Regions from separate parts of the Gasterosteus aculeatus genome. Here region 1 is linked to region 2. The links are chromatin contacts, called in public Hi-C maps. All regions are on one chromosome and are shown on one strand. The core of a region is the stretch at or near the end of the contact, and the rest is flanking DNA. Distances in the headings are between cores, read along the strand shown. Region 1 overlaps col4a1 (collagen, type IV, alpha 1). Region 2 overlaps col4a2 (collagen, type IV, alpha 2).

The links. A called contact is a pair of places that touch in the nucleus more often than the background predicts.
Region 1: a Hi-C map of liver shows a contact between it and region 2, with 2.7 times the contacts expected there. The contact joins two enhancer-like sites. A contact is called at or near these places in 5 of 6 Hi-C or Micro-C datasets (liver, skeletal muscle, tail fin and 1 more).

Annotation. Positions count from the first base shown.
Region 1 is chr16:8,359,223-8,362,906 of fGasAcu3.hap1.1, reverse strand. The region is part of intron 1 of col4a1 (collagen, type IV, alpha 1); the gene reads right to left. Among protein-coding and RNA genes, the nearest start is that of col4a1, 8.7 kb to the right of the region's middle. Within about 2 kb of position 1,341, at least 2 of the 9 cell types and tissues checked have open chromatin away from gene starts, as enhancers often do. A contact at or near this core is called in liver, where this site is marked.
Region 2 is chr16:8,319,702-8,323,635 of fGasAcu3.hap1.1, reverse strand. It overlaps col4a2 (collagen, type IV, alpha 2), which reads left to right. Exons shown (of 47, transcript XM_040201011.2): 5 at 2,195-2,329; 6 at 2,419-2,463; 7 at 2,564-2,680; 8 at 2,788-2,856; 9 at 3,032-3,067; 10 at 3,192-3,245; 11 at 3,339-3,374; 12 at 3,476-3,517. Among protein-coding and RNA genes, the nearest start is that of rab20, 20 kb to the right of the region's middle. Within about 2 kb of position 1,890, at least 4 of the 9 cell types and tissues checked have open chromatin away from gene starts, as enhancers often do. A contact at or near this core is called in liver, where this site is marked.

The DNA.
Region 1 (3,684 bases), core at 92-2,591, 40 kb before region 2:
AACGGTACAATGCCAGGTACAAGGAGGGCTAAAGTATGCCCAAATCTGTTGACCCCCAGAGGGGGTTCTATCCCCACTAAACTTCAGCAATTAACAGTTTCATGCAACCGCCTTTGCAACCGTATTGTCAGTCACATGATTACTTTCTTGGAGGTTTTGCTTAATGGTTTTGTTTTAGCTGCAAGAACAGCCCAAATGGCCCAGAGTCACTCTGAATCTTGCCATGGTGTAAAGCTCAAAGATGAATCTCCGAATTGCTCCTGGATCATGTGTGGATTTACCTCTGGTGGATCAGTCACGTGATACAAACTGGCCCAAAAAGATTTTTACCAGCGGTTCATATTGAGGAAGGTGTCATCCCAGCAGGCATACTTGAATAGCCTCTATTTAAATCAACAGGTCATGAAAGCGGCCATGAGCCCAGTACTGAGGGAGGCAGAGGTTAAAGGAACGCTGGTGTGTTTGCTCTATAGGAACGTTAGATGTGATGGGTCAGAGTACCGTGTACATTTGGCTCCATGTGACATTCAGCCAATAATATATCCGGTTTACTTTATACGGTCATGACTCCAAAACCAGCCTGCTCATGTGAGCAGAGGTATTATTGTGGCCATATTGTTGCATCACGTAGTTTGGGGTCTATGTTTTGGACGATGGGCTGTTTGGGTTGACGGCCAGTTGGCTGATCCAATTACTCTTAATGACTACGATGCGATGGCTTTGTTACCAGCACAATATTGTGCAACGATGTTAAATTTAACATTTCACAAAAACAAATCCCGCTGAAATAACCGGTGGAGGTTTTTTCTTTCCTTTTCTCACCGATGTTTGTTGAAGTGACTTTGACAAGCCTCTGTGTCCTTTGTTGGTCTGAGCGGTTTAACCCTGCACAAGACACCCCGTAAAGACATGCTCCGGCCGATAAGGGCCCATTAAGCAACACCAAATGGGACAGTTATGGAGCAAGCTAAGATACAGGTAATACAAGACCGCGTAGTAAATTTAGCAGCAACATATACACATGTGCAACAGTGCAAGTTGAATTGTACTACTCAGCTGATACTCATGACATATAATCTACTGGATCAGTAGCTCAGGTGCTACTGATCGCAACTACGCTGTCCCCACAAACTGTCCTGGGCTGCATTCACTGAAACAGGAGGAAGAAAATAATTAGAAAAATAATAAAATAATAAAAAACGAGTGGGGGGAGGATCGCTAAGTTATTTCAGACTGTGCTGCTCTGGCATTCCTGGCCTTCTGTGGTACTGAGAGGCTGGCTCGAGAGAATAGAAGTGGAGGAGGGGAATTTTCTGTCTGACTGCCATACTTGGAAGACACGTCTCCTGGTGCAAGTTGCTCCGTAAACAGCGCGCGTGTGGGTCTGTGTGGGTGAGCAGCACATGCACCAACTGGAATGCTACGATGTGAAACATTTTTATGAAACGCCAAGACAGATACAGAGTTAAGAGGAACCTTTTCTTGTCCTTTCTTTTTAAAAATGTATTAGTGAATAAATGTGACAAAAATAAATACATAAAGTGACATCAAAATGGAAGACGGATGTAATGGCAGCAGGTAAAGAAATCCAGGCGTATGCTGTATATTACAACCAAATTGGTCCAGGGGAAAAACAAAACATGTAGAGCACTTTTTTCAGTGGTAATAATTAAATATATGCTTCAACAGCAATCAAATTATAACATTAATCTAAGAAATGATTATAATAACTATCATTCTAGTTATGAATACAGCGACACGGCAATCCCCCAGAGGAGATGGAGAGAATTAGCTTGTCATTAAATTCACACAAATAGGTTCATATTTGAAAAAAGATAACATGTTGGTGGTGTTACTGGGTTACATGTGAATGCTGCGGAGAAGCAAAAGGACAAGTTGAGATTCCTACACATATTATACAACGTCCGGCAATAACACAGGGCTACGTTTTCTGTGTCCTTTATTTAGAGAGTCCTGTAGCGCTCGTTTGCTGAGAAATACTGGAAAGATGTAAAACATGTCTGTTCTGGCTGCAGGCAGCAGGTTTTCATTACCACCACCGTGTGGGTTCTTTAACCTAAATCAGCTGCATCTGCTACACACGCATGCATATCTGATGAGTGAAGCTAATATTTAATGCTAACAATGCGTGAGCAAATGCTTACGGCAAATGATGTGTAGGAAAGTAGCTATTCGCACACACACGCACACACACACACGCAATGAACAAACCCACTAGCCAATCGCTCAAGCATGATCATGTGTGACCAGGTTAAAGTTGCCTGTCAGCAAATGTGGGACCAGAAGACCGGAGCAGCTGTAAGTGCATGGCTCTGGAGAGATGGGGTCTAGTAGTTTTTAGAAAACAGCAGCATCATCACCCGCTTATCATCGTCATGCAGGTCGACGCTTTACTTGAGCTCAATAAACCTCACGTGAGCACTCGTCTATGTAAATCAGTGGAGCCTAACATGGGCAACCACGGACAGAGCTGCAGACCAAAGCTCATCCTCTAGGATTGCAGAAGTTGTTCAACATGTGAGCGGACATGCAAAGAGAAGTGTGCAGCCCGCTTTAGCAGATCAGAAGCAGCCGTATCAACAGTCCAACCAGGAAGACTCTCGGGCTAAATTAACTCAACAAATGGGAGAATTGTTTCAGACTATTTCTCAATATTTGCTTGTTTGCTCAATGTTTGTCTGTGTCTGTCCATAAAAACTCTGGAATCGAGTGATCTCCAAGAGCGAGTTGGACAAATGCAGCTGTTGGAAGGGAGCTCAGGAAACTGTTCCCTGCTTGTTCCTCACTGTGCGTGTGATTGCTATGATACAGCTGTTTAGACTGAAGAAAAGGAGCATGAAAAATTCAACTAATTCACTGAATCACTAGCATTATATTTCTTGACAATGGTTTGGTTATCATGAACAACACAAAACACTCAATTGCTTTTAGGGCAAATTCCACCTTAATGCCTCTAAGAGACCCAGTGGAATAATCCTGCCTTGGATTACAAAGGTCCCTAACCTTCCTTAATCAGCTCGTCCATCTGCATCCCATCCTGACCAGTAACAAATGGGCCTCTCACGCTCATCCTGATGACCTGTAACCTCTGGCCAGACAATTACAGGGGATTTGGACGTTCAAACAGTTTTCAATAGAAGGGGTCATCTTGATAGCCGCTCGTAATCCTTCGCTGTCAGTGTTTATGTGAATGTGAATAAAATGTTACCCTGTTAAAAAAGAATTACGCAACACAGATCTAAGACTATTCCTTTTCCCTTAGGGGGGGACTTACTGACTCTACGGCACAAACACACACATCAACACTCAAGAACTCCACCCAAGAACAGCTGGTTACAGGGTTTTTTTCTGTAGCCAACTATTAATCGATGATGAAATAAACGTACTAATTCCTCAAATGCAGTAAATGTTGTTTATGTCCCATATAAAACACAAGTGTGAATTGTCAGAAATCGGAGGAGCTAATTGAGATTAGTCTAGGTCCAGTTGTCTTAGCCAGTGTGAAGTCTTTTTGGTTTGCCCACTAATCACTGGTCTGAGCTGTTATTGTTCCACACAATAAAAAACCACAACCTTTCTATACAACCCAAGGGGATTGTTTGCATTTGCCTCAGTCTTGGATGCCTGTACCACAGAAAAAATGAAAATGTGAGCATGGGCAGG
Region 2 (3,934 bases), core at 641-3,140:
GCTGTTTGTTCAACACCGACACACACAAGTATGCACTTAAAAGCGTCTCCCCTGCTATCAGCTTTTAGAGCAGACTGGTATTAATCAGCTCTTTGGTTAAGCCATGCAGACAGGTAAAGACCAGTGCATATCATTTACCATCGAAGTGCTTCAGATAGGAATCTCTTACGCATGCACATTCACGCACACTTGCACACATGCACATGACTTAGAGCGCTCCTCTCGCTGTCACTGTGGTTCCACTCCCCTCTGTTGATTTATTACTTTGATATTTCCTCTTTGTTAGGATGAATGATTGAATTGTAAGTGTATTGGTGGAGTTCACCTACGCTAATGTGGCTTGGGGCATTTCGAAGAACACGAACGTTCATTGCAAAGGAAACCGTTTTGCCAAAACATGTGGTACCTGTCGCAAGACTATAATAAGACTTCACTTCATTTGCCACTGAATTCTGCTACTTACTTCAACCCGAGGCATCTGTGTGGGAGGTGAGAGTGCTAACCACTACACCACTTTAGCTGAAAACACTGTTTTTTTTAAATCAAGATCACCAACCGTAGCTTTAAGTTGTTCTATAATCTTGGCAAGACAGTGCAAATAATTTATTCGCTTATAATTATTGAACACTGTGTGGTCCACAGTATCTTTATCTCAGTTTTCCAGAAAGGCTCGGTTTTAAAGCTTTGTAGGCAAATCATAATGATGTTAACATATCGTGAGCTGTAAGTTATGGTGGAAAACTTCCCGGCCCGCATGAAACGCCTCCCATCACTCGGGCAAAGTTGTATTTGTTTTGACAGGACGGTTGTCTGCTCTCTAAGCAACAGCTGCAGGACCGAGATGAAGACAAAACACACACCTCCTGTTTCATAAAGCCACCCATAGACAAAGCCCCGACCACCACGCGCAAGTACCGCAAACACAGGAATGACCACGTCACTCTGTTTGTTGGTTCTCACAGGAACACGGTCGGGCCTCCCGCGGTATCTTTGAGCTCAAGACTTTATTATGTTATTCTGTTGCCCCCCCACCACCGCCTGTATCATGTCAGCCCCCCTCGCGCCTCCTCACTGGTCAGGTCCAGTCCTCTGGAGATGTAAATGATACCCTCAACATGGAGATATACTTGTATACATACTGTGTGTGTGTGTGTGTGTGTGTGTGTGTGTGTGTGTGTGTGTGTGTGTGTTTGAGGCACCTGTTCCTTGTCGCCACACACCACAATGGCACTGACCCCTCCCTGCCCTCCTTTTCAACAACGGAAACACGCGGAAGTGATTTTGGTGGCGAAGGTGAAGAGAGGACGCACACGTTACTGCCAAGTCCTCACACACCACGCAAAGCTGTCTAATAGCAGATACAAACCTGATGTAGAAAAATCAGGTCTGGTTTGGAGAAACATTTTCCTTCTTCCTATCTGCTCTGCTCCTGTCTTCTGTCCTTCATCACTCGGAGTATCTTAATCAAGTTGCTATATTTAGCTAGCGGATTAAGGGTCTGTCTGTAGTTTAAAACAGTCAGCTATCAAAATCTTCTTTTAACAGCCTTAACTAAATGGGATATTTAACGGCAGTTCTGGCTTTATCCACCTTAACTTCATCTTGTCACCGCCAACATTTGTGTTCTGGGCTCTTAAATAATCTTTCAGCTGCGTTTAAGAGGAAGGGGGGAAACAAATTCAGCATGCAAATGATTCTAAAACCAAGAATATCTAAAAGACGAAAAGATTTTTTGGACTTAAATATTTACTCAAGATGTTTCTGTTTGGTTGCATTTATGTATTTAGTTGCATCGCTTTGTTGGTTTTTATATGTCTGATTCTGGCAGTCAGTTCTTTATCCTGACAGTATACTGTTTGACCACTGGATGGGTGTAGAGAGGGTGGAGCGCTGATGGAGAAGATTTAGAAATAAACTAGAAATAAAGGCGTTTGTCTCCCTCTTGTGATGCGATCCCACATTACAAGCAGACATTTGGAGATTAGATGGAATTAGCCTTAAATATATCAAAGAAATACACAGGTGTGTCTACTTCTTATTGCATTGATGGGATTCTTATGTTGTGTTGATAACACTTTTCAAATCTTCTCTTCTATATTTTTCTTTTTTCTAACCCCTCATATCACCAAAGCAGTTCATTTGGATGAAATACAAAGTTTAATAGGTGTATTCTTATCTTCCTCTCTAATCTCAGGGTCACCCTGGCCCTCTCGGCCCTCAGGGCCCCCACGGCCCTCCAGGGAGACCGGGGGATTTTGGGATTGAAGGCCCAAAGGGGCAGAAAGGTGACCGCGGCCGTAGCGGCATCATAGGTCCAAAAGGCGCCGTGGTAAAGTATCCTTCTCTGGTTAATCTACTTGTTAAAAGTCACGACGCTCTGGTTCTCTTGTTTACTGTGTGGTGGTCATCGCTCCTCAGGGAAATGCCGGTGTTCCTGGATTCTCTGGAAACGACGGCATCCCCGTAAGTCCATCCAGCAGGCCGGTGCCCCAGCGGCTCGCTGTAGTGACTCCACCTGCCGTGTGTAGCTACTGCCTGTTCTGAATGCACATTGGCTCCGCAGGGCCACCCGGGACAAGCCGGACCCAGGGGGAAGCCAGGTGCGGACGGCTGTAACGGGACGAAGGGCGATTCAGGGTTACCGGGGCCACCCGGCTATAATGGCTCACCTGGTTTAATTGTAAGTGCAACGACCGGAGGATAGTCACATACATGTAAATATGTAGTGTTTGTTTCTCCGAAGTGACCATTAAAGGCTCTCTCTCTTTTTTTGTTTTCATCCCTCAGGGACAATCGGGCTGGAAGGGACAGAAGGGAGACTCTCTGGACGTCAGTGTGTTCATGAGGCGCTTCAGGGTGAGGAGGAGGAGTGAAAACCTCTCTTGGGTTTTCTTCTGAAGAACTCCTGGCTCCATTAAATTGCATAAGCAACTTGATATTGCTTTAATGAAACTCTATACTATATAAATACATAAATAAATAAATATATATATATTATTAACCTCATGACTCTCTGACCATCTCTCCACAGGGAGATCCGGGCACACCAGGACTCAACGGAATATTTGTAAAGCACATTAATCCAACTATCCAATGCTTTTCATGAGACATGATCAGACAACGGGGTTCATCTATTGTCTGATCCATAAATACAGTTTCTGTTGTTGCAATACTTCTTTTTTTTTTGTCAGGGGTCTCAGGGAAATCCGGGATGGATGGGTAACAGAGGTTTACCAGGACCAAAGGTATGTGTGTGTGTGTGTGTGTGTTTTCATTTTACCTCCATTGATTATGATAAAAACAGTGCTTATTAGGATCCTGTGTGTGCCCCATTCTAGGGTCCCTCAGGGCCCCCCGGCCCCCGTGGACCAAAGGTAAGGCAACAAGTATACATATTATATATATATTCAATGTAATATATGATACAAATGTGATCTATGAATACAAATAAGTGTTGGTTTGTTTTTCTTGGCAGGGCACCATGCCCAAAGTGCTGAAGGGATTGAGAGGAGAACAAGTGAGTGGTCATGTTTTCCATATTCATACTAATATCTACAGTCTATATATAACTGCTGTAAATCAAATGCCATTAAAACAAAATGCATTGCTGTTACTATTGTAATGTGATCCACTTCAGCTTGAGCTCTTCATCTTTAGATCCTCATTAAATTAATGTAGTCAATTTACTTAATTACTATGTTGAAGTGCAATGTTTTAGGTTAATTAACTTAACTTGAGTATTTTAATTGTACTTGTACTGTTGGGGTGACTTGACATGTCATTTAACTAGTAGTTCAACTACATTTAGCAGTATCTTGCTGTTTATTCAACTACATGCATGTTTCTATTGGGATTTGAGTAGTTCAATTACTTTTTTGCTATTTTTCTGGTTAACTACTGGCCTTTATTATTTATATTGTTGTATAACATGGGC